Linked DNA regions of Sus scrofa: region 1 is linked to region 2. A link is a contact called in public HiChIP or PLAC-seq data. All regions are on one chromosome and are shown on one strand. Each heading gives the region's core, a stretch centred on a gene start, on an enhancer-like site or on the middle of the called end of the contact. The rest is flanking DNA. Distances are from core to core; before and after follow the strand shown. Region 1 overlaps MMP20 (matrix metallopeptidase 20). Region 2 has its middle 20 kb from the start of BIRC3.

Region 1 (4,796 bases), core at 1,658-4,157, 280 kb before region 2:
CGACTCAAATCACAAAGTTCATTCAGTCTCATACTAGCCAGTCAGTTTATGGTTCTTGGGTCCAAAATAAACCATAAAGGCCTATAGTTTGGGCCAGTCCTTGATATCTACACGTGTTTGGGGTGCATTGTGTGTGTGTGAGAGAGAGAATTTCTCTCATTCCTATAACTATGATAAGGAAACCGGAGCTCAGAGTTGGAGCACTTTTTGCGGATCACAGAGTCAGCAGGTAACAGTCAAAATGCAAACCTAGAGCTATCTCACTATACACATTGTGCTCCCTGCTCTATAACAGAAATCTTCAAACACCTGTCCAGAAACTAAGAGCTAGATCTTCACAAAAAAGATCACAGAAAAATAAAAATAGCACAATATTATAAATATAGGGGGTGTGGTCTGGATCAGTATTATTGGCTAGAATCATCTTTTATTCTGAGATTATATCCTTTCTGCCTTTTTTTGGTGTTAAAATTACTCTTCTTTGTGGCATAATAATGAAAATAGTTGGTATTTTTATTTTGATAGTTTGATGGTAATATTCTTACCTGGTAAAATGAAAAGTAGGTAACCCTATGCCCATCTATAAGTGTCTATAGAAAAGGTCCAAATGAAAAATACAGTTATCAGCTAACCTTAATTAGCTAAGATGGTGATTTATGTGTCAGATGATACTTCAAAATAGATTTTATTGAGAGTAATACTCTCACAAAAGCAGTTATAGAGCAAAATGTGAGAGAGCAGAGAGGGGGCTAGCAGAAAGGGAGAATAATCACTAAATATATAAATGGGAGAAGGGATGGAAAAAAACAATGATTTCACAGTTTTGCCAAAATTTTTGCCTAGGTTTTTAATAACGTGCTTGAAAATTAAAATTCTTAGCTGGACATTCCTTCTCTAAAATTTCTTCTGAAATTTTATTACATATAATATTATTACCTCCATTACCTCTGAACAGATATATAAGATTTTAGATGTCACCACGACCCACTTTAGCAAACTAAGCAGTCAGATGAAAAGAGAAAGATCTCTTTTTCAGATCTTTTTATTGGATTAATAATCATCATTTTCTCTTTAAAACTTATTCCTATTCCTGTATTATTTAAATGGTTTTTCTATTCTCAAAAAAAAAAAAAAAAAAAAAAAAAACTTTACTTTCTCCTTTCATACTTTCCAGATTTCTCCATCCAGTTTAAGAATAATACAAGCAGGTCCCAACTTGTAACACAGCTATTCTTTGTCAGTCGACTTGTTTGGAACTAAGAACACATTTTGCCATAAAATAATATAAATGTGATCAAGTACTAAAAAATCACTCATAAATGCCTATTTAAGACACGCAAAGGGAAGGCATGGCTCTAACTATAATAGCTCAGTTTTGAATCCTCTATTCCGAGCAGACAGAAAGAATAAAGACATGAAAGTCATTTCACCACTTTCCCTGAGTATAGGGGTCAACATTAAGCAAATAATTCGAAAATAAGTAATGTTCTTGGGCATCTCCCATCGCCACCACATTTCCCTCTATATCTACAGATATGCCAAATGCTTCTTGGTCACTCTGTTCTTCCTTTTGCATCCTACCCCCCAAATATTTCAAGTTTAGAATTATCTTCCTCACTCCCTCCAGTCAAAGCATCATTTCCTCAATACAACTATCACAGGGAAGTGAGAGAAGAAAACCTAACACACAAAGATAAATATGTGAACAATCTGTACTTCACTTCCCATTTTTTTTTTTTTTGGTCGTCTTTTTAGGGCCGCACCCGCGGCATATGGAGGTTCCCAGGCTAGGGGTCGAATCAGAGCTGTAGCCGCCGGCCTACACCACAGCCATAGCCACAACCACGCCAGATCCAAGCCACATCTGCAACCTACACCACTGCTCATGGCAAGGCCGCATCCTTCACCCACTGAGCGAGGCCAGGGATCAAACCCACAACCTCATCATTCCTAGTCTGGATGCATTTCCACTGTGCTATGGCAGGAACTCCCACTTCCCATTTTTAACAAAGGACACTAGATTTCAGACATTAGAACAAAATAAACAGAAGAAATCCAAGCCATAGGAGAGGGAATATGTATGGCTGTTCTTTTTCTCCAGTCTTTCCCTAAATCCAGTCCTGCCACTGGGCAGCCACTCTTCCTAATAGTGTATAGGTGCCCTGTCTCCACACTCAGTGTTAGCCTATGTTTTTTCTTTTTTTGGACACACCCACAGCATGCGGAAGCTCCTGGGCCAAGGATCAAACCATGCCACAGCAGTGACCCAATCTGCTTCAGTGACAACACTGGATCCTTAACCTGATGCACCACAAGAGAACTCCAAATTATTAGTATTATTATTTGGCCATGCTAGCAGCATATAGAGGTTCTCAGGCCAGGGACTGAACTGCAACATAGCAACAACAACCCTGGACCCTTAATCCACTGAGCCACCAGGAAACTCCTGTAAGGGCACTTCTGATGTTGACAAAACACAGTACATGGCTTCCATTTTTATTTGTACTTAATATAACTTATATAGCTTGGTTTTTTCCCCCTGGGCTATTGGAAGGCTCTAATGGTTCCCCTGGAAAGGGAATTCGGACTTCCAGGAACTGGTTTCCTACCCTCAACACCCCATAAAGCAGCTCAACCCACTAGTCAGTTTCAGCCTGAATACTTCTTTCCCCATGTTCGATCCTGCTTAATATCGTGAGAGATCTGTCCCCCGGTCTGTGTAGTCATAGCCACATGAGAGGCACATTTCAGAAGAAGGTGGGTGTGATCTGATACCACAGGAAACTCCCAGTAGCCCAGGAACCAGAAGAAATAGTCTGACCTTTTGGTGGGAAAGGAGTGGGGTGAGCACCTTGGGAATGCCCCCATTGGGAGCTCTGTGCTGATGATAAAGGGACTTTCTCACACTTTAAATGAAAGCTTCTTGAAGGAGTGAGTCTGCTCTGCCTACATGCTGAACTCACACAAGTCATGCTGATTCATACAAGTCACAGTCTTTTTCACAAAGGGTAACTTAGATCACAAAGAGATGTCTTAACCAATCCTTAGAGTTATCACTGTATGATATTTGTGGATTCAGAAAAAGAAATCTAATCTACTTTTCAGTTAGTCGTATAATCTTTCTAGGAAACAAAAGCAATTTAATTTAATTAAAAAGATTTAAAAGGCAGAGTTTCAGTTATTCTAGATTTTCTTGCTTCTTGTTTTTAATCTACTGACTATTCACACATTTGCATTGTTTGTTCAATCCCTCCTCTGAAGGTACATAGCAGGAAGCTCATTAATAAAAGCCTCTATAAAGGGCTTTCAACTGTTTGGTGAGCCGAGAAAATCATACATGGAGAGAGAAATTAAAACAGTAAATAAATCATTAAAAATATAGGTAATTTAATTACCTATATGTAATTAAAATATAGGTAATTTAAAATATAGGTAATATAATTTTTAATTACAGAAATATGACCCTATAATATTTAACTCATTCTAAACAATGTACCTGGTGGTTTTTTAAGAGAATATTTAGAGCAATGACTCCCAACCTAGCAGTCCCAGAACCTCTGGAACCTGGGAGAGTTATGTCAGAATATGTGTGTGTTTGTGTGTGAGAGAGAGACAAAGATAGACAGGAAAACAGATTTAAAATAAATCAAAATAAATCAGGAGCTCCCACTGTGGCTCAGTAGGGTAAGAACCTAACACGGTGTCCATGAGGATGAGGGTTGGATCCCCGCCTCGCTCAATGGGTTAAGGATCCAGTGTTGCCACAAGCTATGGCATAGGTCACAGATACAACTCAGATCCGGTATTGCTGTTGCTGTGGCTGTGGTGTAGGCCAGCAGCTGCAGGTCCAATTCAACCCTTAGCCCAGGAATTTCCATATGCTGCAGGTGTGGATGTAAAAAGAAAAAAAATTTAAAAATAGAGTAAATCAAAAGTCAGCCCTGGCTAAATATACCTGAATAGCACATTGTCCTCTACAAGCAATAAAAATCTCTTATTAATATTATTTGAAATAATACTTCTTCCAGCTATGATGAACGAAAAAGGAAAATGGATAAAGACTATCCAAAGAATACTGAAGAAGAATTTTCAGGAGTTAATGGCCAAATAGATGCTGCCGTGGAATTAAACGGTGAGTGTTTCTACTGAAAAGTTTCTTTGTTGAAATTGTAACAAGAAATCTGGGGTCTGCTTTAACATCACAGAAAACAGGTTCCCAAACAGGAATCCTTGGATTTTTGTTGTTGTTGTTTTGATTTGGTTTGGTTTTTGGCTCTGAGTCCCTTCTAAATTTAGCTAGCCAGATTAACCACCAGAAAGAGTATAAAGGGTATCATTATGGTTCTCTCTTTCCAGTCTATTAGTACCTTCTAGGTACCTTTTCCCACTCCATCACCCAACTTCTGAAATTTAACACATAGCTGGGAAAGTTAAATTGAATTGAACTGGGTTAAGTAAATTTAACTGAATCTTTTGAATCAGTCAGTCAGCATATTCTTCTTGAGTATGTGGCACAGAACTGGCCACTGTTCGGCAATGCAAAGACTGTTCCGGATATGGTCTCTGCTCTTGTGAAATGGTTACCATCTTCGGGAAATGCCTCTCCATCCAACACATATGAAATTACTGGGAAACATGACAGTCTATATAACTTAGTATTGAATTGTGTGATAGTCTTGACAATAATTCCAAGAAAAAGAAAAGATCAAAACAGGCATCAGTTGATGCAGATTTCACCGTGGAACCTCAGATGGTATTTTAAAAATGGCTAGAGGTTGACTAGGAAAAGGGAAAGG
Region 2 (5,099 bases), core at 2,544-5,043:
ATCAGCGAGTTCCCATTGCGCACAGTGGAAACAATCTGACTAGGAACCATGAAGTTGAGGGTTCAATCCCTAGCCTCAATCAGTGGGTTAAGGATCCCATGTGGCTGTGGCTGTGGCGTAGGCCAGCAGCTACAGCTCCGATTCGACCCCTACCCTGGGAACCTCCATATGCCATGGGTTCGACCCTAAAAAGATAAAAGATAAAAGACAAAAAAAAAAAAAAGAAAAGAAAAGATGGATCATAATCATGGTTTTTTCTTCCATTATTGACGATTTGGCAAACATTCTTTTGTTTCAAGAAAATCTTGAACTGGAGTCAACAACAAAGTAAATTTTTTTGGCCCTGCCCACAGCATGCCAGGGATCGAACCCATGCCACAGCAGTAACAACAAGTTCTTAACCACTAGGCCCCAGGAAATTCCCATCAACAAAGTAAATCTTAGTAAAATTCTTTTATAATCCAACCAGTGAGCATTGGTCAGTAATACAAGATCATTAAATTCAGTGTCTTCTACTTCTTTCAACAGTGCCATGAACTGGTGCTGAGTCACAGCACTGGTGTTTACACATCGACCAATTTTAATAACTCTATCTGTGACACCTTCTATGAGTCTGATTCAGAAAACCGAGCATAAATATTTTCAATAGGTATCATTTTGCGGAAGAGGGCAATAAAGGAAACATGTCTCTTATCTTTAAATGACTAAAAATCCAGATTTTTGATGTGTTAGCTCAATCACCTTCATCACAATAGAAACTAATTTTTCTTATATTTAGCTGAAATTCTTCTTTGACAGTCATAAAAACTTCAAATATATCTATGGCGTGAGTCTGACTCTTTAGACTATAAGTTGACCACACTTCTTCATAAATTTGGAGGCCCTCTGAGACTAAACATAACCAAAGTATTACATGGGCATGACTCACTGAGAGCACTTGAAATGTGTGAAAGAAAACTACTTAAAATCTTTCCAATTCTGAATCAATTCATCTTCGATATTTTTAAAAAGGGCTGTATTCTATGTGCAGTTGTTTGGTGACTTCATTGAATATACTTTATTTTTTGTAAAATATGACTTTTTACTTTTTTCTATAACTGATATAATAAATTTTTATAATATTTCCATAACTGAGATAATAAATTTTTTTACCATATTGCCATCTAAAAATAATTTTCTTTTTTGTGCAAGAATCCAAGTCATTTAATAGCAAGCTACAGTTAGAAGCTCACATCCTGTTAGACATAATTTTTAAAATTTTGCTGGATATTCATTTCTGATTTCAGGCAACTAATTTAGTCTTTTTTTAAAAACAAAAAACAACCTTTTTGACTGTTGAGAGGAAACATATCAAATACATCATGTATTTTCTGATAATGTCTCTAATATTGTTTTTTTTATTATCTTAGAAAATATACACATACCTCAAGCAGACAGATTTTTTTGTTTTGCTTGGTCTCAACAAACTGCAACTGCCAAACACTGTGAAATTTGAGATGTGGTTTCTCCTAGTTTTTCTTTCCTTTATTGCTCTGGTTGCATGTAGGACAGGCTTCTGTATCTCGATTTGATTCTGCATCACTCATATGCCCCATACAATTTTTCTTTTCTTTTTTTCTTTTTTCTTTTTTGTCTTTTGCCATTTCTTGGGCCGCTCTCGTGGCATATGGAGGTTCCCAGGCTAGGGGTCGAATCAGAGCTGTACCACAGGCCTACACCAGAGCCACAGCAACGCAGGATCCAGCCGCGTCTGTGACCTACACCACAGCCCATGGCAACGCTGGATCCTTAACCCACTGAGCAAGGCTAGAGATAGAACCTGCAACCTCATGGTTCCTAGTCGGATTCGTTAACCACTGCGCCACGATGGGAACTCCCAATTTTTCTTTTAAAATTTTGTCTAATTTAATTTTTGAATTAAAACAATAATATCATTTTTATGTTTTAATTAAACTAGTAAGTATTTCCATTCGAATACCAGTTACAATTTATGTAGGTATCATAGTAACTTGGGCTGCCTGCATAAACATCTAAATAATTGAGTTACAATGTTACATCAATGTATAGGAAAATCACTTTGTTGACAACAACTAGATTGGCCATGCGCTTATGTGTAACACTAGAAAAGACACAGGCCAAGGATGCATGCTACCTACATCACACCTTAAGTGATTCAATGGTTAAAGTGAAACATAGTTCTCTCAGGACATTGGGGTTGTATTTAATGAAGAAAAAAAAATGACATTGGTTCAATTTTTAAATTTCAAAATCAATTAGTTTAAATTAAACTGAAAGTAACAATTCTGTTCCTCAGTGGTGCTAGCCCATTTCAAATTTTCAGGAGACCACGTGGTTAGCAGCCACTGAATTTGATCCAATAGCCTTACATGTACTTACTTGGTCCTGGCTTGCTTTCTTCTTTTTTTAAATTTTTTTTCTTTCATTTATTTATTTATTTGCTTTTTAGGGCTGCATTCGTGGCATATGGACGTTCCCAGTCTAGGGGTCGAATGGGAGCTACAGCCGCTGGCCTACATCACAGCCAGAACATGCAGGCTGTTCCTCACAGTCCATAGTTGGCTTTGTTTCCGCTGCTCCATGATGGGAAATCCTCATTATCTTGACCTCTGTTATTTTCTTACTAATGTTTACCCCATCTATTCCCACCCCCCTGCAGGGGATTCAGGCTTGACTGGGAGAAACACTAACCAGGTAGCCGTTTCCAGAGGATGGGACCAAAAAACTGAAGTGAAAGCTTGATAGTCTGATTTAGTTGAAAGCAATGAGGGATAATGAGATGAGACCAAACTTATGTCGGTCAGGAAAGATAGAATCTAATGCGTAGCAAATAGAAGGTCAAAATTGGGTTTCAAAAGAAAGCCAGGACCAGAGTTCCCATTGTGACACAGCAGAAATGAATCTGACTAGGAACCATGAGGTTGCGGGTTCAATCCCTGTGCTCATCAGTGGGTTAAGGATCTGGTGTTGCGGTGAACTGTGGTGTAGATCGAAGACGTGGCTTGAATCCAGCATTGCTGGGGCCGTGGTGTAGACTGGCAGCTGTAGCTCCAATTAGACCCCTAACCTCCATAAGCCACCGGTGCAGTCCTAAAAGGACAAAAGACAAAAAAAAAAAAAAAAAAAAAAAAAGATAATGAGGGGAGAGGTGGAGAGAGGGATAAATTAGGAGTTTGGGATTAATATATACACACTACTATATGTAAAATGATCAACAAGGACCTACTGTATACAGGGAACACTACTCAATATTCTGTGATAACCTACATGTGGAAAAAATCAGAAAAAGAATTGATAGAGGTGTATGTATAACTTAATCACTTTGCTGTATACCTGAAATCCTTAAATAACACAACATTGTAAATTAATTATACTCCAACATAAAATAAAAATTAAAAAATATAGGGAGGGAGTTATAAAAAGCAGTAACAACTCTAAATTATTCTTGTTTCCTGTCTTGGACAAATGACTTCAAAAAAATGTGCAGAACATATTTCTTAACCATTACTTACATAATAATTTTTGAAAATCACACAAAATAGTGTAGGAACTGGAAATGAGCTAACGTTCTAATTTTCATAAAATGGAAGAAAGGAACTTCTGCAGAAAATTTGGGGGAAATAAATGCAAAAATCGTCTTAAGCGAGATTCTACTATGAATTAGTCAAACAGTAGTGTGTAAGCTTTTACAAAATGAAGAAGTGATCACCATGAGAGTTTGCAATCACAAGGAAAGATCTGGGTCCGACACACCCACTTCCTGTTTTGATAAGCTTAGGAGACTGGTGGTAATACTGCAGATGTCTGAATTTCATCAAAGCCCTTGGCAACGCCTCTCACCATATCTTTGCAGCAAAATGAACAGGAACTGGCTGGATGATGGCATAAGTGGTGTTAGTTTGCATCTAATGTACAATCCAACCTGATTATTGCCAAACAATTTTTTTTCTCCCTGCAGATTTTGATGATGTCTTGGGATCTGATCTCAAATTTGTCCTTTGCAATATTTTAGTGACTATAATGAATAGATTGCATGAAGATACTTCTCATCATGAAGAGACTGCTCATCACTTCATACTGCAGTAAAATCTAGGATTGATAGCCAGTAAAATGGATAATAGTCTTAGAACTTAAGATCTCAACAGGTGAGATCTGTGCTATAGCCAACCTCCACCCCCCGCATAAAATAGCTCAAAAAAAAAATATTGCAGAGATGTGATCTGTAATGTAACCTGTGTTAACTTGGCCATTCCAGCATGGGATTGGGATATGAAGAGTGTGAATAGGTTTTGGAAAGTGGGACATGATGACAGCAGCCTCCAGTTTCTATAATTACTGGAATTCTTGGCCCATGCAAATCCCTTCCCCTGGGCAGCTTCTGGGTGGCTTGTCTTTCTCCCAGTGGTCAGTAAAGGTCTCCTCAGTCACTGGCACTGATCTGGCATTGTGGCCTTGTGGCCTCAGCCTTGCTGGTGGGTGCAGGTCGCTGCTGCACTGCCACTCCTGCCAGGGCACTGTCCCGGCAGCTTCTGTGAATCCTCATGCATAGAACAGTGCCTGGCACATAGTACATACTTAATAAGTATTTATTAGATGAATGAATGCATGAATGAACTGTTAATTTAATATGAAAAACTTCCTGGAGTTCCTGAAGTGGCTCAGAGGAAGCGAATCTGACTAGTATCCATGAGGACACAGGTTCGATCCCTGGCCTCCATATGCTGCAAGCTCGGCCCTAAAAAAACCCCCCAAAACCAAAACAAAACAGGAGTTCCTGTTGCAGTGCAGTGGAAACGAATCTGACTAGCAACCATGAGGACATAAGTTCATTCCCTGGCCTCGCTCAGTGGGTTAAGAATCCTGTGCTGCCATGAGCTGTGGGGTAGGTCACAGACTCAGCTCAGATCTCATGTTACTGTGGCAGCTGTAGTTCCAATTGGACCCCTAGCCTGGCAACCTCCATATGCTGCGGGTGTGGCCCTAAAAAGACAAAAGAAACAAACAAGCAAAACAAAAACCTTCCTAACCACAGACATTTTTCAAAAGAAGGACTTTCTACCCCCCAAAGCACTGAGTTTCCT

The links. HiChIP or PLAC-seq counts read pairs in DNA pulled down with a chosen protein or histone mark.
Region 1: a contact with region 2 is called in an H3K27ac HiChIP or PLAC-seq map of alveolar macrophages. The contact joins two enhancer-like sites. A contact is called at or near these places in 1 of 47 Hi-C or Micro-C datasets (epiblast stem cells) and 1 of 2 datasets of contacts at active chromatin or transcription factors (alveolar macrophages).

Annotation. Positions count from the first base shown.
Region 1 is chr9:33,263,687-33,268,482 of Sscrofa11.1, reverse strand. MMP20 (matrix metallopeptidase 20) reads left to right here. Exons shown (of 10, transcript NM_213905.1): 9 at 4,029-4,132. Among named protein-coding and RNA genes, the nearest start is that of MMP7, 41 kb to the right of the region's middle. Within about 2 kb of position 2,907, at least 2 of the 83 cell types and tissues checked have an H3K27ac peak or open chromatin away from gene starts, as enhancers often do. A contact at or near this core is called in alveolar macrophages, where this site is marked.
Region 2 is chr9:32,980,540-32,985,638 of Sscrofa11.1, reverse strand. No RefSeq gene overlaps it. Among named protein-coding and RNA genes, the nearest start is that of BIRC3, 20 kb to the left of the region's middle. Within about 2 kb of position 3,793, at least 12 of the 83 cell types and tissues checked have an H3K27ac peak or open chromatin away from gene starts, as enhancers often do. A contact at or near this core is called in alveolar macrophages, where this site is marked.